4 separate regions of the Sus scrofa genome follow, and regions 2, 3 and 4 are each linked to region 1. Evidence: chromatin contacts called from public Hi-C data. All regions are on one chromosome and are shown on one strand. Each heading gives the region's core, a stretch centred on a gene start, on an enhancer-like site or on the middle of the called end of the contact. The rest is flanking DNA. Distances are from core to core; before and after follow the strand shown.

Evidence for each region. A called contact is a pair of places that touch in the nucleus more often than the background predicts.
Region 2: a contact with region 1 is called in a Hi-C map of liver, with 9 times the contacts expected there. The contact joins the promoter of PDE6D here to the promoter of NCL in region 1. A contact is called at or near these places in 3 of 47 Hi-C or Micro-C datasets (liver and skeletal muscle).
Region 3: a Hi-C map of skeletal muscle shows a contact between it and region 1, with 10 times the contacts expected there. The contact joins the promoter of ARMC9 here to the promoter of NCL in region 1. A contact is called at or near these places in 1 of 5 promoter capture datasets (fetal liver), 3 of 47 Hi-C or Micro-C datasets (heart right ventricle, liver and skeletal muscle) and 1 of 2 datasets of contacts at active chromatin or transcription factors (alveolar macrophages).
Region 4: a Hi-C map of liver shows a contact between it and region 1, with 3 times the contacts expected there. The contact joins the promoter of PTMA here to the promoter of NCL in region 1. A contact is called at or near these places in 3 of 5 promoter capture datasets (fetal liver, fetal skeletal muscle and liver), 5 of 47 Hi-C or Micro-C datasets (epiblast stem cells, heart right ventricle, liver and 1 more) and 1 of 2 datasets of contacts at active chromatin or transcription factors (alveolar macrophages).

What each region holds. Positions count from the first base shown.
Region 1 is chr15:132,170,115-132,176,631 of Sscrofa11.1, forward strand. It overlaps NCL (nucleolin), which reads right to left and starts at 4,100. Exons shown (of 14, transcript XM_021074959.1): 1 at 3,900-4,100; 2 at 2,531-2,647; 3 at 819-1,305; 4 at 230-457; 5 at 34-120. The coding sequence starts at 3,917.
Region 2 is chr15:132,423,291-132,429,807 of Sscrofa11.1, forward strand. PDE6D (retinal rod rhodopsin-sensitive cGMP 3',5'-cyclic phosphodiesterase subunit delta) reads right to left here and starts at 3,388. Exons shown (of 5, transcript XM_003483755.4): 1 at 3,130-3,388. The coding sequence starts at 3,179. It overlaps COPS7B (a long non-coding RNA gene), which reads left to right and starts at 3,733. Exons shown (of 7, transcript XR_002339490.1): 1 at 3,733-3,945.
Region 3 is chr15:131,926,253-131,932,769 of Sscrofa11.1, forward strand. ARMC9 (lisH domain-containing protein ARMC9) reads left to right here and starts at 2,390. Exons shown (of 24, transcript XM_021074827.1): 1 at 2,390-2,519.
Region 4 is chr15:132,352,358-132,358,874 of Sscrofa11.1, forward strand. PTMA (prothymosin, alpha) reads left to right here and starts at 4,201. Exons shown (of 5, transcript NM_001160086.2): 1 at 4,201-4,287. The coding sequence starts at 4,243.

The DNA of each region.
Region 1 (6,517 bases), core at 2,850-5,349:
GTGTCATTCACCAGCCCCAATTCTCCAAGTTACCTTCCACCTTCTGTTTCTTGGCTTCAGGAGCTGCTTTCTGTTTGGCCATCTCCTTCTTTCGTTTTCCAGGTGCTTCTTTGACAGGCTCTAGACAAGATTTCAAACAATCTGTATGTCAGCCACAGTCAGCCACACATGCTCAAGTACCTTCTTTAAACAAAAAAGTCAATGTACTTCAGAATCTTAACTTGATTACCTTCCTCCTCCTCCTCCTCGTCCTCGTCTTCATCTTCCTCATCCTCCTCCTCCTCCTCGTCCTCCTCTTCATCCTCGTCCTCATCATCATCCTCTTCATCCTCCTCGTCCTCCTCGTCCTCCTCTTCATCTTCATCCTCAGCAGTGCTCTTGGCCTTCACAGGAACAGCTTTTGCCGGGGCTTTTTTCCCTTTGGCTGGTACCGTCTCCATAGCTTCTTCTTCAGAGTCTGAAAGAGAAACCAACGGGTCTCAAGGGAACTCAGAATTACCCCAGTTCCAGGAAAATGTAAGGGGGAAAAAAAGTGTACTCCTGCCCATGTCACTGTGCTTAGCAGCCACAAGAAGAATTAACAGCACTTGGAGATAAACTCCTTCATCATGGAAAATACAAGGTAAGCTGAAGTGTTTTACTCAGGAGCAGGCAACCACGCATGGGTACCCCGCCAGTGCACCCCAACCAGCCAAAAGAAACCTTGCCATGCGTCCCGTCAAAGGCCCACGTTGTCGGGAGTCGAGCATCACTGCCTGAACCTCAACCCTAATATATCTTGCAAACAAGAACCCAACAACTACTACACAATGCCTTACCATCTTCCTCCTCCTCGTCATCCTCGTCCTCGTCCTCATCCTCATCTTCATCCTCCTCCTCCTCCTCATCATCGGAGGCCGGAGCAGCAGCAGCAGCAGCTCCTTTCACCACTGCTGGCTCAAAGTCGTCCTCGTCCTCCTCTTCGTCCTCCTCATCCTCTTCGCTGTCGTCTTCGTCTTCCTCATCACTGTCTTCTTTCTTGGCATTCTTGCCATTCTTTGCCCCCTTAGCTGGAGCGGCTGCTCCCTTCTTACCAGAGGTTGCCACCAATGCTTTGGCTGGTGTGGCTCCCTTCTTGCCAGGTGTGGCTACTGCTTTGGCAGGTGTAACTGTCTTCTTGGCTGGTGTAGCCGCTGCCTTTTTGCCAGGAGTGACAACTGCTTTCTTGGCCGGTGTGGCAGCCGCAACCTTTTTTGTGGGGGAAACCATCACCTTCTTTGCGGGAGTTGGGGTAGCCTTTTTGCCTTTCTTCTGAGGAATAATAACCTTGATAATAAATAAAAACAAGCATAAGCCTGTTTCCAAACTCAGAGAGCCTTGGTCCATAACTGAATGCTTGATTGTAACCCTGCCTCTAGTTCAAGACATGCATTAGATGACAGCACATTAAACTGTAAGGGCACAGAACACATCCTCTGTACAGCTGAAGTCACAGTCCTCAGCTTAGAGCAGTCCCTGACAGGGACTCTGAAAACAGACTGTCTGGATGCCACATGCCAGAGTGGTTTTAGCAAAGGTTTTACATCTTCATTTTATGCCTCAAGAGTCTTTGTATTTGAAAATAACTCAACTTTACACACTCCTTTAAGGATTTCAAGCTGACACATGTAACCAAATACCTCACACAGACAATGGACTACCTGTTAGGCGTTATTAAATCATTTGGGGCTCTCATTGTGGATGGAGATAAAAGTTCACTCAACCCATATTCTTAGGACCAAAAGAGAAAACGAACACCAAATAATCAAGCTGCAGTCATGCCTCAAAAATTTAATACAAACCAAAGAAAGCATATTAGCTTGGTAAAAAAAAATCATCATTTATCTATATGTAAGTCACACTCCAAACCACTTTTTGTGGACTATATAGGTTTTATCAGGTTATGTGTGTCTAGATAAAATCTTTACTAAGTTCTAAATTAGAAATATGAGCAATATAGCAATTAGTTTAGTTGCCTTTACAGTAGCTAGGAGTGATAAACAGTCAATGTTAACCAAATACAAGGTGGTGACCCTAAATCCACACGCTAATTTAACGGTGATTAGTACTACCAAGCCCATATAGGATAACAGAGACCAATTAATCCTACTTGGCGGGGGGCTAAGAGAGAAATCTGGTAACGCTAACCTCAGACCTGTATATAATGCTCAGAGCTGGCATTTGAGGGACAGTTAACTGTCTGGGCTGTTTCTCCATCTGGTATATATGGCTAACATGTTGAAACTGGAAACCTGCAATGACTTAATCCAATATAATCACACCAAATCCTACAGGAGGCACATGAAAACTCCAGGCCTTTTCTCTCTCAAGTTCTTTCCAATACTTTGCCTTATGGTATCCTGACAGGTCAATAAAAAGTTTGGGAAACACTCAACCTTTACAACAGTACACGTTATGAATATAACCCGAGACTTGCCAGTATTTTCAGATATTCAACACCAACTCCTCCCATCCTCCATTTTATAGTTTAAGACAACTCGGCACTGAGTACCTCTTCTCCGCTGCTATCATCCTCCTCATCGTCTGACATTTCTTCATCTTCACTGTCTTCTTCTACCTCCTTTGGGGGAGGAGCCATTTTCTTGGGGTCGCCTTGATTTTTACCGGCCTAAAACAGACACAAACATAAGTGCGTTACACCTTCCACATTTCTGACCATTCTTCATAGTAAAATGGCAGTCATCTTGCTTAAAACCCCCTTTTCATACTTAAATACAATTAACACAAAAACTATTCTTGATATCAATGTTAATATTAGTAGACAAATTCTAAACTCCCCGCATATTTCCTGTCAGGTTCTACAAATACCAACCTTAGGTAAAAAGTCAAGGAAACACTCTCCCTCTCCCTGCTGCCTTCCCTAAGCGCACCCGTTTTATAACTATACCCCCAGATCCTTGAATAACGGCCAAAAAATTTTTCATATAGCCTACAATCAGACCTCTGTAACCGCAAGTATGAATAGCCCTTCAGCCAGGAGAAAATACCTTAAAAAAAAAAAAATCCTTGGGGTTAAAGTGTGGCACTTAATTCCACCCCCCTCATCTGGATTTAAATTAAGGCAGCCTTTAAAAAAGAATTTGCACAGAGTTTCCGGGTGGCTCAGCGGGTCAAGGATCTGGCATTGTCACTGCTGTGGCTCAAGTCACTGCTGTGGTGCGGGTTCAATCCCTGGCCCAGGAAAGTTCTGTATGCTACCGATGCGGCAAAAAAGTAAAAAAAAAAAAAAAATTTAAACAATTCACATCTTAACCTTTAATCTTCCACTAAGTCTTTCCCCGAGGTATCAACCCCGCCCCTTTCAGCCCCCGCAGGACCACGTGGAGTAACTTGCAGGCCACCATGGGCGCACAGGTTGGCGCAAAAAGCACGCGGCAGGGCCTCCTTCCTGGAGACCACCTAGAGTCCGCCCGCCCGGTCTGAGCCAAGACCCCATGGGCCGCCGCTCCCCGCCCGAGGGTCCAGTCCCCTCCGCAGGCACCGGGACCCAAGCGGCGAGGCCCACGTGGCGGGCCGCGCATGGGGACACGTGCGTCCGGAGGCGGGGCGCTGCTCCGGCCCGTCGCAGGAGTTTGCCCTCATCCGTTCACTCCGAGGCCCAGAGCCCCCTCCCCGTTCTCAACCCCTAAGTCCCACCCCGCCATATCCACCATTCGCGACACCTGCTGAAGCTCTTCACCTCGCCATCAAGCAGCCAAGAGCCGCGAGACCTCCCAGCTAATCGCGCGAGACTTCCCGCAGCATGGCGCCCTCGAACGCGCCCGGGACGGCGCGCAGGCCCTCCTGGCGGCGCCGCGCGCGCGCGCTCTCCTCGGAAAACAGGCCTCAATGTCCGTGCTCGCACCGACAAAACCTCTTACCTTTGCGAGCTTTACCATGATGGCGGCGGAGTGTGTAGCTGGCGAGTGGCGCAGGTGAGCCCAGAGGAACCCAAGCAACCTCGATGGCGGCCACTAGAACTGAAGATCCCAGAGCGCGTACGCTTAGCTGCCAGCTAGAGCTCGAGACTGAGACGAAAGACTGAGCCTGCCCAGTAATCGCCTCTGGAAAGGCGACGACGGCACCTCGTGACTCCGCTTCGACCAACCAGAGTTCGCGCTCCTCCCACAAGCCAATCGCGATCCTCTACCCGAGAACGGCGCGGGGCGGGGCGCGGGCGGGAGTGGGCGGGCCAAGGAGGCCAGAGAAGGGGGAGGGGATTCGTGGCGGCGCCCTGGGGGCGGGACCCGCTTTGTGCAAGGGCAGCGCTGATTGGACCGTGGGCGCGCGGTTCCCGGAGTGCCCATCCACTGCCCGCGCTCTCGGCGCTTGCGCCGTGGGACGGACATTTTTGGCGCCGCTTGTTCCCCGAACTCGGGGCGTTGAATATGGATGGCCTCGGGTTTCCGAACTTGTCTGGGACCCTCTCTACTAGAGAGGTCTTGCGCTTCCTGGGAGGCCTCATGCGCGGCCCCGGTCCGCACTCTTCGATAAGAATTTGCTCCTTTTATCCGCTGATGAGCCCCCCGGAAATTTAGGGTCCACCCACGTTAAGGGCCCACCTTCGTCCCGCACGCTAACGAACCAGGAGCTAGAAAGCCCCTGTGTGCTTGAGACTGCCTCCAAAGGGACTCCCAGCCAGACCACGTGCCTGAAGCTGCCGCTGGAGTTTGCTGTAAGCAGCGAGAAAACAGTATTCAATTTCAAGAAACCTTGCACTAGATAGTTTTCTCTACAGGGAGCACCTCAGTGGTCACCGGGATAGGGTGGGGAGAAGTTGTTGGTCAAGCCAACCGCAGAGCAGGGCCTTTAGCCACTCAAAAGTTTCTTCTTTGTTATTTGGACTAAAGCACCTATTAAAAAATGGTGGCTGCTACGATAGTGTCAGCAGATGGTCCAGGAGTCTGACAAAACAGTCAAAGGAAGGTACCCTGGCGAAGGCACGGAAGATTGCCTTTGCGTTGTGCTTTTGCCATTTATTCAGATGGGTCATTGTGGCAAAACTTAGTGTCAAACTTAAAACCAGAGCACTCTCGTTGGTTTAGAGCCCGTGCAGGTAGGATGATTCCGTCCTGGGCGTCTGGTACCTAACTGTTAACAAAACTGGGATACTTTCAGCTATGATGATATTTCCCCAACTGAGCTAGTGTTCAGAACCACCTCTGGAGTTTCTAATTAAAGAGGTCTGGGATTGGGCCCAGGATTTTGTATTTTAACAAGGGCCTGTGGGGATTCTTGTGAGCAATCAAGTTATTTTGCAATTCTTACTAGAACTCTCCTGAGACTAAATGAAAAGGAAGCCCACAGATACCCACTGGGGCTCTCTGATCAGCAAAGAGGCTGGGGCCAGTTCTATGGTCTGCACCCTTCTTTCTCGTGATCTGTGAGAAAGGTTTTCTGATTTTGAACTCGGATGGGGGCACAGAAAGAACTGCATAAGCCAAAGCATGGCGAAATGCAGTAAGAGCCCAGTGGTTGTTTTTCTTTTGTTGTCTTTTTAGGGCCACAACCTTTGCATGTGGAAGTTCGAGGTCTAGGGATCAAATTGGAGCAACTCAGGGTCAGAGCCGCATCAGTGCCCTACACCACAGCTCACAGCAATGCTGGATCCTTGAACCCACTGAGCAGAGCCAGGGATCGAACCCGAGTTCTCATGGATACTAGTTGGGTTCAGTACCACTGAGACACAACTGGAACCCCATGACTGTAGTGTTTACAAGCCATGTGGCACAGGGCAAGCTTAGCACACGCTTGGAAAGAGGCTGGAGAGATAAGCAGTGGGCATGGTCAAGTGACAGGGATGAGTTACAGAAATAGTGGCATGGCTGGCTTGGCATTCAGATCTCAGTTTATACCACCTCTGAAGAGGCCTTTCCCAACTCTACAGTGAGAAGTGCCCCCCACCTAGCATTTAAGGATCTGGTGTTGCCCCTGCTCTGGTGAGGGTCACTGCCGAGGCCAGGGTTCAGTCCCTGGCCTGGGAATTTCCTCATGCCAAAAAAAAAAAGAAAAAGTGCCACCCAGAAGCTCCCTATTATATCACTGAATCCTCTGGAGATACCTACCACTACCTGGCATTTTTCTTGGCTGTTTATTGTCTGTTTGCTCCTTCTCCAGCCAGGAGAACACAGACTTTGTTCTCTGCTGTATTCCTGGCGCCTTAAACATTGCCTGACATAGTGGTGAAAATTATTTGTGGAAGGAAGGAACTATTTAGGTAAAAGGAACAGTGGAGAAAGCCATTATGGCTTAGTGTTCCAGTGCCTTGCGCTGGAGTCAGTCTGGGATAGAAAAATAGTAACAGCTATTACTTATATAATGCTTACGAAGTTCCAAGCACTATTCTAGTTTTATGGGCATGTATCTGTGTATCTTATATACATATGCAAATTAATTTACTCTTAGAAAAAAAGTACCACTGTTTTACAGAAATTGGGGCATAGAGAGGTAAATGAACTTGTTCAGGGTCACATAGCTAAGAACTAGGATTTTTATTTAC
Region 2 (6,517 bases), core at 2,138-4,637, 250 kb after region 1:
AACAGCAAAGGAAGTTAGATTTCTACTACACATCATACGTGTCAATATATTCCAAGTGGGTTAAAGAGCTAAACATGAAGAAAAGAAAAAAACGTAGGATATTTACTTAACCTCAAGATAAGGTATTGTGTCTTCTTAAACAAAACACAAATGCAGGCCACATGAAAAATATCAATAAATTTGAAGTGCTAATTTCAACAAAAAAAACAGACAAGTGTTCAAGAAAAAACAGGCAAGCAATACGTTGAGAGAAAATATTTGCAATATACAATACAGGCAAAGGATAGGTATTATAATAAAGGACACCTACAAAACAGTAAGAAAAATAAACAACTCAATAGTAAAATGGGCAAAAACAAAATCAACCAGCAATTCACAGAAGAAAAAGAAATGGCCAAAGAGAAGATTTTGCGACTTCTTTAATAACAACAGCAATGGCAGACAATACATAATGCTCACTAGGTATCAGGTGCTTTGCTAAATACTTTAGACACCAACTTATTTAATCCTCACAACAACCCTAGGAGATAAGGTACTATTTTAATCCCTTTTTACAGATGAGGAAATTATGGCAACATAAGGGATACACACCAAGTGTGCAGGGCTGGAATTCAATTCAGACAGAATAGCTCTATAGACCAGTACAGCCCTTAATCACTAGCCTATATTACCTCTTGAGGGATCTAGGTATCAGGGAAATACAAATTAAAACAAGCTATCATCTATTGATCAAATCAGTAAAAATAAAAAAGAACAACATAGTCAATGTGGAAAACAAGCACTGTCAACATTGTTGGTAGAAGAATATAATGGAGATTTGGAGATTTTTTATAGTAAAAACTCTTCCTACAGAAAAAAAGATACTTTGAAAGAAAGTTCAGAAAGACAATTTATCCAAGAAAAGATGGACAACAGTCAGGTAGTTTCCTACTAAAACACTAATTTTATTTTTTCCTGAAGGTAGTAACAAATTCTAGAACTCCTTTCCATTTCACTCTTAATTCAGATACCAGTGAAGGCAAAGGGAGGATGAGCATCCATTGCTCCCATGCTAACATTTTTCATTGGCTGCTTCCCTTGCGATTTAATCAGCCCATGTCAAAAAATTTCCCAGAAAACACTGAAGTCATTACTTAATTGGTTAATTCATCTTCCTTTCTAGCGGATGATACAGGTTCTGCTTTCTATGTTTTTCCATATTTGTCCCTTAGCCCTTTTCTTTTCTTATATTTTCTTTTCTTTCTTCCTTCCTTTATCTTTCTTTCTCTCTCTCTCTCTCTGCCCAAGCCCATGGCCTGTGGAAGTTCCAGGGCCAGTGATCAAACCCGCACCAAGTTCTGACCTGAACCACAGCAGTGAAAATAACAGATCCTTAACCTGCTAGGCCACCAGAGAACTCCTCTCTTAGCCTCTTTCTTTCTGAACAAGGTTTCGGAGCAAAGACTGAAAGTGAGAAGCTCAAACTTTCTCTTTTGCTTTGCTTTGTTCAAAAGCCATTAAAAAGACTCTTTTTTACTTTGAGTAAAATGTTAACTCCAATCAGACAAAAATATTGCTTCTGAAATCTCTCAATTCTCCATAGTCTCTAGTTTACTGTCTATAGCATAAATGTTACATAACAAAATACATTACTTAAGGGAAAAATAAAGTCCATGTCATAGCTTTTCTAACACTTCAGCCACCCCTATCTACTTATAGGCGCTACTGTGAAGAGGAACACGGAAAGGTATATGGACCTATAAGAGGCTGTTACTAAACTTCACTGTATAAAACTGCTGGAAGTTTATCATGAACGGCAGTATGCAAAGGTGATAACGCCTATGGCAAATCAGCTTCTATTTGAAAAATTTCATTTATACATCCGAAACTTCCTGTAACTTTTTTGCTGTTGTGTTTTAAAATTTATACTTGGTTTCTGATTATGACAAAGCAATTAAAACTTGCAGGGGTGACATGGGCATTGTGAAAACACAGAGTCAGCTCAGAGAACAGGGATTGACTAAACCTCCAGGGGAGGTGCCCTAAATGGTAACTACATCTTCACTGAGAGAAGAATTTAAGCATGTTCCATATGGTAGGTATAGGAAGAGATTAAGGTCAGTAGGAAAATGTAAAATTGGAATGGACAAGATTGCATTTTTTTTTCATCTGCATCATATGGTCACAGATTAACACTCCATTAAAACACCAAGCCTCACGACAGTGAGAAGGTTGCACCCGCTGCACCGTAACAGGCCTGAGGCAATGATTTCTATATCCTACTAAATCCTACGGTGTCCCCAACGTAATCAAATAATTGCTGGACAGCTCCACCAGCTCTACGCGTTAACCACACAAACTGGACGGAGCAGAAGCCTTTGCCAGGAGTCCCAGTGCAAAACCACAATACCTCGAGGCATCGCACCGCATCTCACACACACAAATTTAGGGCCCTTATTTCGCTGGAAAATAAAACTGAGGAGCTAAGGGAGAAGCAGCGACCGCCCAATGCCTCCAAGGGCCGAGACAGAGTTAAGATGAGGTCCATCTCAGACTTCTCCCGCCGCACCTGCCTCTCCAGCCCTGGAAGGAGCCACAAGTGAGGAAGAGAAGTTGTGGAAACAAGCCGCGGGGGGTGGGGTGGGGTGGGATGGGATGGGAGAACCCGAGACAGTTCGATACCCGCTTCTGCATTTGTCCCACACAAGGTCACTCGCTCCAAGTCACTTTTCCCTGCTGCCCGGGTGGGCTTCCCGCCAAAGAGGCAGCTGGGCTTCGAGGCCAGCCCACCGCGCCCCCTCGGCCCTTGCCTGCGGGCCGCAGCTCCTTCCCGGCCTCTCTTCTCGGACCCAAGCGCGCCTTCCCGACACCCGTTTCCGACGCCCTGCGCCTCTCTAAGCTCAATTCCGGGGCTCCTCGCCTCTAACCCCGGGGCTCCCGTCAACGTCCCCTCCCTCCCTCCCTCCGGACGTCCCTCTCCGCGCCTTCTGCGCCCCGTCCCGCCGGGGACCCGGGACGCCTTTCCTTCCCTCCCTTCCCACCGCCCCCTCCCGGGTGCCCACCTGGTGCGGCCCCCGCCCCCGGCCGGTCTCCTCAGCGAGCGGCCGCCTCCCAAGTCCTCCCGGCCCCGCCCCGCTCCCGGGTGGATACAGTTTGAAGCCCCTCAGGATCTCCTTGGCCCGCTCGTCCTTGGCTGACATGATGCGGCGGCCGCCGCCTGCGGCTCTCCCTCGCTGGCCCGGCGGAGCCTCGCAGATGGTGCCCAGGAGCCGAGGACCGAGCCGGCCTGGACACCTCGGGCGAGCAGCGGCTGCGACCAGACCCGGACCCGCCTCTCCCTCCCCTCAGCTCCCACTCCTGATCCCTTCTCCTTCCCCCTGGCCGCGGAGCGCCCGCCCGGAAGCCAATGGAAAGCCCGTCTTGGCGATTGGCATCTTGATCAACCAATAGAAACACTCAGCGGCTTCGCAGGGGGACGAAGAGCGTCAATGGGAAGGGCCCATCCCGGGAAGTCCCGTAGGACAGATTTTTTCATTCGGTGTGGTTGCCTAGAGTTTGCCTCAGAGGAGGGTTGGCTTCAGATCGGCAGAGGCTCCAGGGGCTTGCTCCTGCGGCTGGGGACAGTAGGGCTCTGAGATGACGGCAGGCTGCCCTGTGCGATGTGGCGGAGACTACACTTCCCAGCATTCTAGGGGGTTGTCCGAGGGACCACATATCCCAGCACGCAACAAAAAGCCCAGGGACTGCAAATCCCAGCATTCCCTGCACCCTAGTCCTCTGTAACTTAGATTCCAGTGTGCCGCGCAGTGTGCGCAAATTCATACATCTGCCTGTAGGCTTGGTGGTTTCTGAATCCCGAGACTTGAAACTCTTTGGGAAGATCCTCTTCAACCTCAAAAGAAGATGACAGCCCACAGAGAGACAACTTGTATTTACATGGAACTCAGAAATCTCCTGCAAATCATGGTAAGCCTGAAACAACAAACCCCAAAACACTGATTAAACCATGAAAGCTAATATAACAAAATGACTCGTTGAAATCAGGCTTGCTCGTTGGCCTGGGGCGCCTTTTACGTGTTTTGTAGAGGTCTCTGCTGTGCTCCTGCGTTGGACTGGAAGAGATATGGATTGTGAACTCAGAATATCAATACAGTTAGGCTTAGGAGAATTTGCTAATCCAGCCCCTGTTTTACATATGAAGAAACCGAGGCCCAAAGAGGCAAAAAGATTGTTCACAGGTTACAGCAAGTTGGGGCAGAGTTAGGATTGGGCTCTTAAGTCTACTGTAGTCTGGGCTCTTTGCTCTACACTAGGGTGGTGATATTTTTAGCAGCATGGCTATGCTATCTTAATATTCTCCTTGGTGAAGTTTTCCCACTCAGGTTGAAACACCCAGAGGTTAGTGGGAATAAAAAATGTTGCCTGCCATTTCAGTAAACAATGAATGTTACCCACTATCAAGCCACTGGCCACTGAAGCCACCCCGGAAGATGGGCTCAGAGGTGAATTCAGGATACATGGAGGAAAACAGGATACTTGCCCTACATAGTTAAGATGCATATCTAAGGAATAATTTCAATGAGCCCAGACTCTTGCTTCTTCCCATTCATAGAAAAGCATTAATCATTAATCCGAGATGTCTAGTTTTTGTGATTGGCAGTGCTCTTTTGTGTTCGACTAAATGTTCATTTTTTTTTCGGGAAAAAACTGTGTATCCTGGCTCCTCCCATATCTCTTTGGAGCAGTTCCTCAAAGCTATCTGAGGGGCTGTCTCCCAGGCTATAGTCCTCAATAAGTCCCCCCACCCCATCGCACCCCTGCCGGAAATAAAACATAACTCACAACTTTTAGGTTGTGTGTTTTTCTTCACTCGACCTTAGGTAAGCATTTATTTGGTGGATTTCCTACAAGTGAAGGAGGATAACGTTTGTTTATCCCCAGTCCAGATAAGACCTGGTGTTTTATTTATTCTTTGTTATTCAAGGTGACATTTAATGTGATTTCAGAAACTAGGCAAAATTGTAGTGTAAGCTAAGGTTTCCTTGGAGATCTGCTGTCTCTTTTCCTAGGCCTACGTCCCTCCTCCTGTCTCCCTTTTACCCACCTGGGAACTCATCCAATTTTTCCTTCCATGTAATTTAACAAACAGCTTTTTCAGTTTTCATTATTGGCCAGGCTCTCTGCTGGTAGAAAGTGAAAGACATGATCACTGCTAGCAGAAGATAACCATCTAGTTAGGGAAATAGGCTCCCCTGAAATTCAAGACGGGCTGTGATAAATGCACAAAAGAAAGGACGGTTAGAATGCTCTAGAGGCCCCAGTGGCAGGGATAGGAATTTTTTCTAGGTTAAATTTTTTTATCTGTACATTTTTTTGTTCATGAGGATAACATATATAGCAAGAAAACAGTTTTTTCCACATGCATATGTATTATCCTCCCCCCAATCAGGGTATAGAATATTTCCAGCATCTCCTGTATTTCCCTTCTCAGTCAATACTGCATCCTCATCTACGTCTTTTCTGACAGATCACTTTTGCCTATTCTCGAATTTCATTTAAATGTAATCATACAGTTTGAGTCTGACTTTTTGCATTCATCGATATTTTTGTGAGATGCATTCATGTTGTATGTAGTCATAGCTTGTTTTTAACAAATTGCTGAATAGTAGTCCATTGTATGTATGCAGCACTATTTATCTACTCTGCTGTTCCTGGGCATTTAGATTTTCAGTTACCAGTTTTCGGCTTTTAGTAACAAAGCTGCAGTGAACGTTCTTGTTTGTTTCTTTTTGTGGACCCCTGCCCTTGTGTCTACAAGAGGGCTTGCGTGGAGGGCGTATGATCAGCAATAGTAGATATTGCCAGTTTTCTAAAGTATTTGTACCAGTTTTCACCTTCACTAGCAACACAAGAGTGTTCTAGTTGATGCTTATCCTTGACAATACAGGGTGGTGTCAATTTAAAAATGTTTAACTATTTTGGCTAAATGTGGTTATCTTATTCTAATTTTTATATGCATTGTCTTTGGTGTCGAGCACTTTTTCATATGTCTTTTGCCCAGTTTTTAAATTGGGCTGATTCTCCTCTTATTAATTTGTAGGGTTTTTTTTTTTTTTTGGTCTTTTTAGGGCCACACCTGAGGCATATGGAGGTTCCCAGGCTAAGGGTTGAATCGGAGCTATAGCCGCTAGCCTACAGCACACCAGATCCGAGCTGCGTCTGCGACCTACACCACAGCTCACAGCAATGCCTGATCCTTAACCCACTGAGTGAGGCCAGGGATCGAACCCGCAGCCTCATGGTTCCTAGTCGGATTCGTTTCTGCTGTGCCACAGCGGGAACTCCCAATTTGTGGCTCTTAATATAGTCTGGATATGGAGTTCTTTGTCTGATACATGCTTTACAAATATCTTTTCCAAGTTTGTGGCTTATCTCTTTAGACTTGTACTGGTGTGTGTGGGTTTTTTTGTTTTTGTTTTTGTCTTTTTGCCATTTCTTGGGCTGCTCCCGCAGCATATGGAGGTTCCCAGGCTAGGGG
Region 3 (6,517 bases), core at 1,140-3,639, 250 kb before region 1:
ATCATAGTGAAAAGTTGGTGTGGGGGGCAAGTGGGACAGTGTTTAGGCTGAGACAACAATGAGGCCAGGAAATGTTTAGTAACAGGGTGAGCCGCAGAACTAGAGATGTTCCTGGTGCGCCATGTCTTGCGGGTCTTCAAGATCCGTGGACCTGCCAGGAAACCACTTAAATAGCATCTACTCTTCTGGTTCAAACCAACTTACCACCCTTTGTGCTCACATCAGAGCTTAGAGTGTGGGTGTTTTTTTTTTTTTTTTTTTTTTTTTTTTTGTCTTTTTGCCATTTCTTGGGCTGATCCCTCGGCATATGGAGGTTCCCAAGCTAGGGGTCCAATCGGAGCTGTAGCCGCCGGCCCACGCCAGAGCCACAGCAACACGGGATCCAAGCCGCGTCTGCGACCTACACCACAGCTCACAGCAACGCCAGGTCGTTAACCCACTGAGCAAGGGCAGGGACCAAACCCGCAACCTCATGGTTCCTAGTCAGATTCGTTAACCACTGCGCCACGACGGGAACTCCAGAGTGTGTGTTTTTAAACGTGCTTAGAAATCAGTGATATTGCTCACTAAAAAGCACGTGTGTACCTAGGAATATCACTACTGATGAGGCCCCAGCTGACTTCTTGCAGGACCTGACTTGCTTTGAAATGATCTTGGGAAGCTCCGGTTGTGTCTCAGCAAGTTAAAAACCTGACTAGTGTCCATTAGGATGCAGTTTGATCCCTGGCCTCACTCAGGATCAGGCACTGCCTCAAGCTTTGGTGTAGGCTGCACTTACCAGCACTGGCCTGCAACTGCAGCTCTGATTTGACCCCTAGCCCAGGAACTTCCATAAGCCCTGGATGCGGCCCTAAAAAGAAAAAAAAAAAAAAAAGATCTTGAGTCCAGGCCTGCCCTTTGGGAAGTCCATTTTAAGGCCTGGGTCTTTTACCAACCTCGTGCAAGACACAGAACTATCGATGGAGTTCCCGTCGTGGCGCAGTGGTTAATGAATCTGACTAGGAACCATGAGGTTGCGGGTTTGGTCCCTGGCCTTGCTCAGTGGGTTAACGATCCGGCGTTGCCGTGAGCTGTGGTGTAGGTTGCAGACGCGGCTCTGATCCCGTGTTGCTGTGGCTCTGGCGTAGGCTGGTGGCTACAGCTCCGATTTGACCCCTAGCCTGGGAACCTCCATATGCCGCGGGAGCGGCCCAAGAAATAGCAACAACAACAAAAGACAAAAAAAAAAAAGAACTATCGATGGCTGTGATGTGACTCAGGTCCCTGGGTCAAGACAAGATAGGACAGGACCCAAGGCCAAGGTGGATACTCTCATCTCCCTCATTTGCAGGCCTCCCCTGCCTTCCTGCTCACTGACACCTCTCTTGTGGGCTGCACATTCCCAACCCCTGTGTTCTTTTTCCAAGAACTCAAGCAGCCCTTGAGAGATACAAAGACACAGTTCTTCAAAGTTCTTCAATCTCTACATGGACTCTGAGCCAAGAAGATAGATGGCACTGAAGCCCCCACACATCCTGAGTTTTGGGCAGTGATCAAACTCAGCTTTTCCGGGAGTTCCCGTGGTGGTGCAGCAGAAACAAATCCGACTGGGAACCATAATGTTGCGGGTTCTATCCCTGACCTTGCTCAGTGGGTTAAGGATCAGGCGTTGCTATGAGCTGTGGTGTAGGTGGAAGATGTGCCTCGGGTCTGGCATTGCTGTGGCTGTGGCGTAAGCCAGCACCTGTAGCTCCAATTGGACCCCTAGCCTGGGAATCTCAAAAAGCTGTGGTGTGCCCCTAAAAAGCAAAAACAAAAACAAAACTCCACCAAAAAAAACTCAGCTTTTCTGGGAGGAAATCTCTCTTAATCACTCGCTCTCTCTTTTTTGCTTTTTACAGCCACAGCTGCTGGCATATGAAAGTTCCTGGGCTAGGTGGTCCAACCTGGAGCTGCAGCTATAGGCCTACACCACAGCAACACCAGATCCCAGAGGCATCTGCAACCTAAGCTACAGCTTGGGACAAAGCTGGATCCTTAACACACTGAGCGAGGCCAAGGACCAAATCCTTATCCTCACGCACACTATGTAGGGTTCCTAACCCGCTGAGCCACAACGGAACTCCCGCCTTATCTTTTAAAGCAGACACTTCACTATAATCTCTTGCCAGTTTTGTTTTTTACCCGAGCTCCTAGAAGTTACAGGTTGACAGCGGTCGAGCAAGGCACATCCCCAGAGCCAGGCACAACACCACGCGCAATATTTGTGGAAACGAACCAATAGGAAGTTGTGGCGAGGAGAACGGGTGACGCGGTCCAGCAACTTACACCCACAACCGGAAGCGAAAGCCCACACTTTCTTGCTGAGGCCTGGAACCTGCGGGACGCCTTTTGTCCCAGGATGCTCCGCGCAGGTCGAGTCCTGTGATTGGCTGCCCGGATCCACGTGATGCCAGGCTGGCGGCGGCGGTTGCCGGGGTGACGATTGGAGAGGTGGTGGCCGAGCTGACTCGGCGCGTGTTCCCGCGGCGGCGAAGCAGGTAAGCGCGTCCCCGGACGCTGCCGGGCCGCTCTCGAGCCCGACGTCCCCGGGCGGGAGGAGCGGTGATGGATCCGAGGGCCGAGGCTCTAATGAGCCTTCTCCCCATGCGCCAACTCAGCAGCCGCTGCCGGGTGCCCTCACTTCTCGCCTGCTGCCCTGGGCTCTTAACTCTGGCGTGGGCCTGAGGCGGCCGCCGGGACATCCCGAGGACAGTCCCGGCTGCTTCCCACAAGTATTCCCTGATCTTTGAAGGGGTCCGGGTCGTCCAGCTGGGTAGTGACAGCTCGAGAATGTGGCCTGGGGCCTTTAGATCCATCCCTTTCGTTATCTATCAGCTAACCCTTCTCCCCAGGCACCCCGATGAAGTCCAGACTTCATCCGTCTAAGCTAAACCGGGATGCTTGCTATGCAAATTCGTCTTTCAGACAAATCCCACAGTTCCCTTTTTCATCCAGCTCGTAGGCCCGAAATCCCTCCGTCAGGAGTGTCTGAAGAAGTTTTCTCTAGTTTTTGCATAAAGTAGAGCCATGCTTCTCAAACTTGAATGTGCGTTAAAAGTCATCAGGAGAGATTGTTTAAAACAATTTCTGGGCACTGTGTTTAGTAGGAGCAGAGTGATGCTAGGAATTTTCCTTTCCTTCTGGTATTTTGTTTTGTTTTGTTTTGGCCATACCCGCTGCATATGGAGGTTCCCAGGCTAGGGATTGAATCAGAGCTGCAGCTGCTGGCCTGCACCACAGCCACAGCAACTGCCAGATGGAGTCTTTGACTTACTTACACCAGATCTCACTGGCAAAGCCTGATCCTTAACCCACTGAGCCACAACAGGAACTCCACTTGCTAGGAATTTTCATTTGCACAGCATCCCAGGTGATTCTGATTCATATGGTCCAGACTTTGGAGTAATACTGTGTAGAGGTTGATATCAATCTGGATTTAAATTTCCACTGTCACTTGCTTCCTAGTTGAGTTATTGGGAGCATCTCAACCCCCTCTGAACCTCAGTTGCCTAATCTGTCAAAGGAGAATATAAATGATATACATCAGTCAGGTTTATTGTGAAAATTAAATGTGAAGCATTTTGGGAGTTCCCATCGTGGCTCAGCAGTTAAATCCAACTAGCATCCATGAGGACATGGGTTCGATGCCTGGCCTCGCTCAGTGGGTTAAGGATCTGGCATTGCTGTGAGCTGTGGTGAAGGTCGCAGATGCGGCTTGGATCCCGAGTTGCCGTGGCTGTGGCGTAGGCCGGCGGCTACAGCTCTGATTGGACCCCTAGCCTGGGAACCTCCATATGCCACAGGTGCGTCCCTAAAAAGACAAAAAAAAAAAAAAAAAAAAAGTGAAGCATTTTGCACGTTGCCTGTCATACAATAAGCCCTCAGTAAATGACCTGTTATGATATAAAGGTCTACGGAAAGTCCTGTAATTTCTAAGATTGTCGGAGCAGTAAAATGACATCTCACATTCACTGACAGATGATCATAACAGAATCTTATTCAAGTGATGGTCACCAGGAACTTCTCTGAGGGAGTGATGCTTGTTAAGCACAGGAGTTAGCCAGGTGAAGAAAGAGAGGGGAAAAGTGTTACAGGCAGTGAGAACAGTATGTGCAAAGGCCCTGAGGTGGGAAGGAGTTTGAGTTCTCAGAACAACCGCGTTTTCTCCAGGGCCTTCAAAATTGCTTTTCCTTCTGCTTGGGCTTCATTTATTTGTCAAACGTCTTGGGTGCCTGTCAACCTTCCAGGCCCCCTGCTAGGTTCTGGAGATGGAAAATTTAAGTGTAGCACCCTGCCTTTATAAACAGGGTAATAGGTATAACAGCAGAAGTAAATGTAGTGTAAGGAGGTTCCTCAGAGAAGAGAGACTCGCCTTGGTGGGGAGGGAAGGGGTGGGCTCCTGGAGGGCTTCCTGAAGGAGGTCGAGCCCTGACTAAGTATGATGAGTTCAGTCTGCCTGCAAGGGGAAGGAGAGGACACCAGGGGGCTTAGAATCATCAAAGAGCCTTTTGTAAGGGGGGGTTGGGGGCAGTTCACTTCTGGGGGTGCCTAACATGGGGAAGTGGTAGAAGGGAGCCAGGACAGGGACAGTGGCTGGTGGCTGGTCCAGAGAAAGGCTGGAGAGGTGGGCGGTCCTCAGACTGTAGCAGTTCTCCTCGCTCCTTGTGTCTCTGGCGGGCTGAGAGGTGGCAGGCGGGGTGGGTGTCCTGCCTGGGCCTCATCGGGCCACTGTCCCCTTTCCTTGGCTTTTTTAAATTTATTTTTTATTTATTTTTTATTTATTTTAATTACTCAAATGAATTTATCACATCTGTAGTTGTATAATGATCATCACAATCTGATTTCACAGGATTTCCATCCCACAGCCCAAGCACATCCCCCCACCCCCCAAACTGTCTCCTCCGGAGACCATAAGTTTTTCAATGTCTGTGAGTCAGCATCTGTTCTGCAAAGAAGTTCCGTCTGTCCTTTTTTCAGATTCCACATGTCAGTGAAAGCATTTGATGTTGGTGTCTCATTGTATGGCTGACTTCACTTAGCATGATAGTTTCTAGGTCCATCCATGTTGCTAAAAATGCTGGTATTTCGTTCTTTTTAATGGCTGAGTAATATTCCATTATGTATATGTACCACACCTTCTTGATCCACTCCTCTGTCGATGGATATTTAGGTTATTTCCATGTTTTGGCTATTGTAAATAGTGCTGCAATAAACATTGGAGTACATGTGTCTTTGTGAGTGGTGGTTTTCCCTGGATAGATGCCCAGGAGTGGGATTGCTGGATCAAATGGTGGTCCTATGTTTAGTTTTCTGAGGAATCTCCATACTGCTTTCCACAGTGGTTGCACCAATTTACAATCCCACCAACAGTGTACTAGTGTTCCTTTTTCTCCACACCCTCTCCAGCATTTATTGTTTGTAGACTTTTGGATGATGGCCATTCTGGCTGGTGTAAGGTGATACCTCATAGAGGTTTTGGTTTGCATCTCTCTAATAATGAGTGATGCTGAACATCTTTTCATGTGTTTCTCGGCCATCTGTATGTCTTCTTTGGAAAACTGTGTAGATCTTCTGCCCATTTTTTGATAGGGTTGTTTGTTTTTTTGGTATGGAGCTGTAGGAGGTGTTTATAAATTTTGGAGATTAACCCCTTGTCAGTCGATTCACTTGCAAAGATTTTCTCCCATTCTATGGTTTGTCTTTTTGTTTTGTTTAGGATTTCCTTTGCTGTGCAGAAACTTTGAAGTTTGATTAGGTCCCATTTGTTTATTTTTGTTTTTACTGTTATTACGCTGAGGTGGATCTGAGAAGATGTTGCTGTGTTTATGTCAGAGAGTATTTGGCCTATGTTTTCCTCTAAGAGTTTGATAGTGTCTGGTCTTATATCTAGGTCTTTAATCCATTTGGAGTTTATTTTTGTGTATAGTGTTAGGGAGTGTTCTAGTTTCATTCTTTTCCATGTGGCTGTCCAGTTTTCCCAGCACCACTTATTGAACAAGCTGTCTTTTCTCCATTGTATCTTCTTGCCTCCTTTGTCATAGATTAGTTGGCTGTAAGTGCATGGGTTTAATTCCAGGCTTTCTATCCTGTTCCACTCATCTGTATTTCTGTCTTTGTGCCAGTACCATGCGGTTTTGATGATTGTTGCTTTGTAGTACAGTCTGAAGTCCGGGAGCCTGATGCCTCCAGCTCCATTTTTTCTTTTTCAGGATGTCTTTGGCTATTCTGGGTCTTTTGTGCTTCCAAACAAACTTTAAAATAGTTTGTTCGAGTTCTGTGAAAAATGTTCTTGGTAATTTGATAGGAATTGCATTGAATCTGTAGATTGGCTTAGGTAGTATAGTCATTTTGATAATATTGACTCTTCCAATCCAAGAGCATGGTATATCTTTCCATCTATTTGTGTCATCTCTGATTTCTTTTATCAGTGTCTTGTAGTTTTCAGAGTACAGGTCTTTTGTCTCTTTAGGTAGGTTTACTCCTAGGTATTTTATTC
Region 4 (6,517 bases), core at 2,951-5,450, 180 kb after region 1:
GGGGAATCAAAATGATGAGATGCCCCGTTGGGAATACATTGGAAATAGCTTAGGCGCAAAGGCTGCGAATTTAAGTGCCTATAGGGCCAGGCAAGTGAAATACACATGTGTCTGAGGCCAGCTGGCAGAGGCTGGTTGTCCCCCTGGAGGGTGTGTAGGCAACCCAGAGGTGTCCCTCATGCACCTTTTTTAAAGATAAAACTTGCCTGGAGGCCATTTGAGTCCCCTGGCTTAGAGCGTCTCTAACCTAAGCCCAGTGCACCTCGGGCTGTAAATAGAGCTGGGGCAGGAAATGTGGGCTACCAGGGCATACCAGTTTGTCTTGAGGGGTTTGAAAGGCCACAAAAGCAGTACGGGGCAGAGATGCATCAGTAAGTGAAAGTGATAGGGAATGGAACAAACAACCTGTTCAGAAACAGCAAAAGAGGTGAGGGGTTGCCTGTTACTGGAGGCATGGGGCTCTTGAGAGCCTAAATAACACCGCCACTCTTGAGCTGTCACATACCACACTCCTGTGGCAAGATGGAGGTCCGAGGCCACTCCTGACCCATGGCTCACAGAACAACGCAGATTCCTCCATTCTAGGGTTTTAGCCCCAACTTGGTCGTGGAATCACGTGGTTACTGCAAGTCCCTCGCTACATATGGATACATATATATCCCTTGGTTTGCTGTCTTGACTTGATAAAAGGAGAGTGATAGGACATTAGAGGTTTAACCTATACATTTGCTGATGTTCGATTTTTTATTTTATTTATATTTATTTTTGATTTTTTTCTTTTTTATGGCCACCCCTGCAGCAGCATATGGAAATTCCTGGCCCAGGGGTGGGAATTGGAGTTGCAGCTGCTGGCCTACGCCACAGCCACAGCAACGCTGGATCTGAGCCACATCTGTGACCTCCACCGCCAGCTTGCTGCAATGCCAGATCCTTAACCCACTGAGTGAGGCCAGATATGGAAACTGCATCAAATCTCACAGACATAATGTCTGGTTCTTAACCCACTGAGCCACAACAGGAACTCCTCAATTGGTTTTTTTTCCTTTTTTTTTTTTTGCTTGTTAGTGCCACACTGGAGGCACATGGAGGTTCCCAGGCTACGGCTCCAGTCGGAGCTGTGGCTGCTGGCCTACACCACAGCCTCAGCAACACAGGATCCAAGCCACCGTCTGTGACCTACACCATAGCTCACGGCAATGCCAGATCCTTAACCCATCAAAAAAGGCTAGGGATCAAATCTGCGTCCTCATGGATGCTAGTCAGATTCGTTAAAGGCTGAGCCATGATGGGAACTCCCCTCAACTGGTTTTGAGGTACAAAAACATCTATTTCATGATTCAACCCTACAATTGTCCTATCTCCTTTGCAAGGTGCAGAGAATAAGTGCAAATGCTTGAAGTGTGAGCCAAAGGCTCACTGCCATGTACACAGCAGGCACGCAGTGGCTGCTTGGTGAAGGTAAATGCAGATTCCAGAGCCAGGAATGCTGGGCATGAACCTTTCTCTCCCGCTTCCAACAAAGCCAGCTGCACAGCAACAGGGTCAGGCATAGCAGTTCTTCGAGGGAAATTCACATTCATCCAGTTCCTCCCTGGAGGTTTACCTCCCACCCCACCCCCTTAACGGCCAGAATCCACAACAGTCACGTAGTTTCCAGCTGCGGACACAGAGACGACTGCCCAAGGCCACTTAATTGTGGCAGAGAACAAGCTCTCACTGCATCCGGGTTTTGTGGATAAACAATCTCCTCCAGGGTAACCAGAGCTTAATGGATGCGCCGCAGGTAGAAGGCGCTCTTCTACCCTCCCTCGGAGAACGAGGCGCAGAGGAGGGGTGGGGGCAGCGGTGGTTAAGGAGACCCTTCCTCCTGGCCGCAAGTCCGCGTCGCTATTAAGGCAACTGGCGGCGGGCGGGAGGGGATCGAACAAAGGGTTGCGACGCGTGGTCCTCAGGGACAGCACAGCGAGTCCCTTGGATGGGCGCGCGCGCCTACCCTGAGGAGAATCCACCTCCGGCCCGCCGTGGGGACCCAGCGGGCACCCCCTCCGCCGCTGCATACCCGGAGCGGGATGGCGACCGCCGGGCAGCGAGAGGTGGCCCGGTGCCCCTGCCCTGCCCAGCACCTGCCCCACGTTCCTCCCGACCAAAGGACAAGGAGCCCAGGCTTCTTTCTCTCCGAAGGGCAGCTCGCTCGGGAAAGTCCCCACAGGCGAGGGGCCGGACTGGCAGATGTGAACCGGGATGCGGGAGTGACGCGCGAGGGACGGGGCGAGTGGGAGGGGGCCCAGACTCGGGTGGCGCCCCGGCACCGCGCGCCCGTTCCCAGCTGGGCAGTGGAGCCCGGGGCCCGGAGAAGTAGCCGGGCGAGTGCGTGGTGAGTTCAATTAAGAGGGTCTCTCGGCGGGAGTGGGGCCAGTTGGCCCCTGACCTAAGAAAACCTAGAAGGGCGAGCCACTCAGCCTCTCCTCTGGCCCCAGACTTCAAGCACTGCTGGACTTGGCATCCGTCCCTTCACCATGATCCCAGACTCCGGGTTTTCGCCATTCCCAAATCCGCGGCCCCTAGAGACAGACAGCAGAACCTGCCAATGGCAGGACGCAAAGCGTCAACTTTGTGTTCGCCCGCCACTCTCAGCCAGTGCGGTCTCGTTTCGCGGGAGTCCCGCCTTCCGTGTCGGGCGCCCCCTTCTGGCAACACAGAGGTGAACCCTATCTGTCGCCATCTTGTGTGTGGCACAGGTATTTTTCTGGAACGTCTTTTCACTTATTCTAATCTTTTCTCCCATACAGCTGGTCTCTCAGTTCGAGAGCCAAGTGCACTGGTGATAAGGAGACCGTAGCCTACGGTTTGCGGGTCGTCTGCGTGGGTTAGGTCGCCACGTCACGCCACGCTTGCCGAGCCCAACGCCATTTTGAGTGTGGCGTCTTGATGGTTCCCATCTCGGGGCTCCGCGTGGTTCCCTAAATGGCGCCCCAAACTTCAAGGAGCCCCCAAGGACTAGAGCAGCGGGACTAAGCGAAGATTTGTTACCCTCAATAGCGCCCCCCGCCCCAGCAATGAATAAGTTCACGTGCCTGCAGTTCACATGCCCTCCGCAGAGCCTTAAGTAGGGTGGGAGAGGGACAGACTCGAAGGCCGGGCCCTGGAAGGATCCTAGAGGCTGTCGCGACGGCAATGACCGCCCGGAGCTGGCGCAAACCAGAATCCTAAAGTGCGGGGCCCGAGGTGTGATGCGAGGCCCGCGGGCTGTGCTGCTCGAGGGCAGAGCCCAAACTGGCCCTCGAATCCCCTCGAAGCACGAATCCCCGAGTGTGCGTGCTTGGCACAGAGCCCGCTCGTCGGCTGGCTTAGGTGATGGATGCCGGGGTTGGTGGTGGGCAACGGGGTTCCTCCCTCCCCAAAGACTCAGGGCGCCCAGGGCAGAGGGAGTAGACGTGGTAGAGGGCGGGGTGGCCCAGGTGCGCGGGTCCCAGCCTCACGCCCTCATCTCTCGTCGTGGGGTTCGCGGACCCGCGCAGGGACAATTCTTGGTGAAATGTGCCAAGGCACGGGGCGGGCGGCGGGCATCTCCACAGGCACCCTGCAGGGCACCGCCCGGGGAGAGCACAGCCCAGCACCCGGTCTTCCCCTCCCCCTCGCTGGCAGCCGTCGTATGCGCCGGCCGCCGCCTCCTCTTCCCTCCCCCTCGTTCCGATCAGCCGCGGGGAGGGGTGAGGACGGGGGGCTGGGCGGGCAGCTTTGCCGCGCTTCAGCTTTCTGCGTCAGCAGCCCCAGCAAAACAGCCACGGGAGCGCGCACCCGGAGCGCGAGCTCGCGCCCCTCCCCCACCGCAATGGTGCGGCTGAGACCCGGCAAACTCAGACCCTGAATGACAGTGCGGCGGGCGACTGCGCAGCGCGGGACGCACCAAGGCACTGCCGCTTTAAGCACGCTTGCCCATTGTTCGGAATCGAGCCAATGAGCGAGCGCCCGCTCCCTGCTCTCAGCCAATAGTATTTGGGCAAGGGAGGCCGAGCGCCGCCCACTAATCTATATTAAAGGTTCTGGCGCCGCGTGAGTTCCCCACTGGCTGGTCTGAAAAGCCATCTTTGCATTGTTCCCGTGCCCGGCTCTCCGCTCGCCGCAGCCGCCTCCGCCGCGCGCCTCTTCTGCCGCCGCGGACTCCGGCAGCTTTGTCGCCAGAGTCCTTGGACTCCCGCTTCCTTTTTTATCCGCTGCATCGGATCACCGGCGTGCCCCATCATGTCAGACGCGGCCGTGGACACCAGCTCCGAGATCACCACCAAGGTGAGTTTAGACGCCGCCCGCCCCTTCGGGGTCCGCGCGTCGCCACCGCCGGAATAGTGTTTGGCGCGCGGCAGCTGGGTGCCCCGACCCCGCTGTTGCTCTTTTCTGCGGGTAACCCGCGCGCCCCCGTCCTAGGCCCTTTGGCAGCCCACTCTTTGTGTGTGCGGGGGAGGGGGTGGGAAGCGCCGCGGGCAAGCGTGATGCCCGTCGGGGAGTGGGCCCGGGGTCCTCAGGGACCCGGGGGGGCGGGCGCGGCGGCTGAGAGGCTCTAGGGGAGGCTGTTGCAGGGCTCCCGAAACTTGTTTGTGACTCGTCTGAGTGGCGGCGAGAGGTTAGGGGCCCGGCTGAGGGTCGTCGGCCCGCGGGGCGCACGGAAATAACTTTGAAACTCGAGCGCGTTTGGAATCGGAAGTGGGGGGGGGCGCGTGTGCCGGCGCGGGCCGGCTGCGGGAAGTGGCGGCTCCGCGGCGAGAGCCCGCCGGCGGCGCTGCTCTTTGTTCGGCTCCGGGCCGCCCTGTTTCGCGCCTAGTAGTGGGTCCGAGGAGGTTTATCTGGTCTAATCTGTGATAAGGCGGTGTGGGCCGGCGGGCCGCGACGTCGGTTGTCTCCGCGGAGGTGTGAAGGTCTTCTCCGCCCTGGGTGCCCTTAGGGAGGCGGGGGTGGGCGTCTTGGTAGGGGAGTGTGCCGGGAGCAGCCGCCCAGTTTCAATAATTCACCAGCGGTGCGGGGCTGGGCTGAGGAGGCGGCGAGCCCACGCGCCGGAGGGGAGGAAACGGAAAGTGAAGGAGCGGCACGCCGGGGCGATGATGGGCGCCCCCCGCGGCTGCCGGGGGGCACCGTATGTGCGGCGGCTTCGGGGGCTAAGCCGGTGAACAAAAGCTGCGGCCGCGGCTGGCTCTTTGCGGGGTCCAGGAGTTATTGGGCCCCGGTGCTGCGGAATCATTGCCCTCGGTTGTGAGGTCCTGCGCGTTTGGCGCAGCTCCGCTCCTGCGCGCCGCGTCGGTCCCGCTGTCTCCCCTGGGGAGTGTCTCCGCCCTCGGCGGGAGCACGGCACTTTGAGGCGGGACCGCTTTTTTACCCTTCGGCCCTTGTGCGCACTCCTCTCGTGCCCCTGCGGGTGCCGACGCAAGTCACCTTGGCGTCTCCTTAACCCCTGTGCCCCTGGCGTCACCTCTGGTCTTTCCCCAGGGGCGACTCCTCCGGAGGAGCGGAGCTTGGGGTCCGGATCTCGGCAGGGGGCTCCCTTTAGCACCCTCTGGGCCCAGCCTGGGAACTAGTTTGAAGGGGAGGGTCGGTCCTCCCCAGCGCGGGCGTTCGCTTTCCTTCTAGGTGATTTCCCGCTAGGAGCAGTAAATAGCCCCGTAGAGCGCGTCTCCGCCAGCCACGGGCTACGGGACTCACAAGAGCCCCGCGGACTTCGGGGCGGCCTCCCGCGGGACTTTGCCCGCCAAATGCAGGAACGTAGGCCCGCGCATCTAGGCCTGCTTGGGGGTGCGTCCAGAGGCCCGGGAAGACTGGCGAGTAACTCGCACGCGATCGGCGGAGCCAGTGCGGTCCGCGGGCTCCAGGTCTCCAGGGTCAGGGGCGCACTCGGCGGCCCGGGGCCACGTGCTCCGCGCGCGCGGTGCGTGCCGAGGCCCGCGCAAAGCGCGCCGGGCGGGGGTGCGCGCCTGCGCGCCGCGACCTCCCCGCCCCCACAGCTCCCCGGGGCTTCGGCCGCCAGGGGGCGGGAGCGGGCGGCGCCGGGGTCCTTCGTGGGTCGTTCGGGGAGAACCGGGCCCGCAGGTGCCGTGGTGGGGCTGCTTCTGCGTGGCGGCGGAGCGGTGCCCCGAGCCCGGGCCGCTCGATGCCTGTTTGTGTTGGCGACGGAGTGTCGCCGCGCCGGGTGGGAAAAGTTCCAGTTACACGGGGCTTTGGGGCGCCCACGGCGGCGCTCCCCTTTGGAACCCGAGGCGCGGTCCCTTGGACACAGCTGACCCGGGGACGCGCAGGAGAGAGGCCGGGCCGGAAATGGGGCGCTCCCGTGCTCCCGGCAGCGCACCTCTGAGCTCGGGAAGGCCTCCGGCCCAGGAGAGCGTCGCCTGGGCCAGCTGTTGGGTATGGGAGGATTGGTGGGATTCGGGTTCCTTCGGAAAACCCGCGCTTGCCAGGTCTCGACCACCGAGGGTTGGGTCTCCGCGCTCTGCTGCTCTCCCGCGGGGCCTCTGGCTGGTGGAGCGGCCTCCCCAGT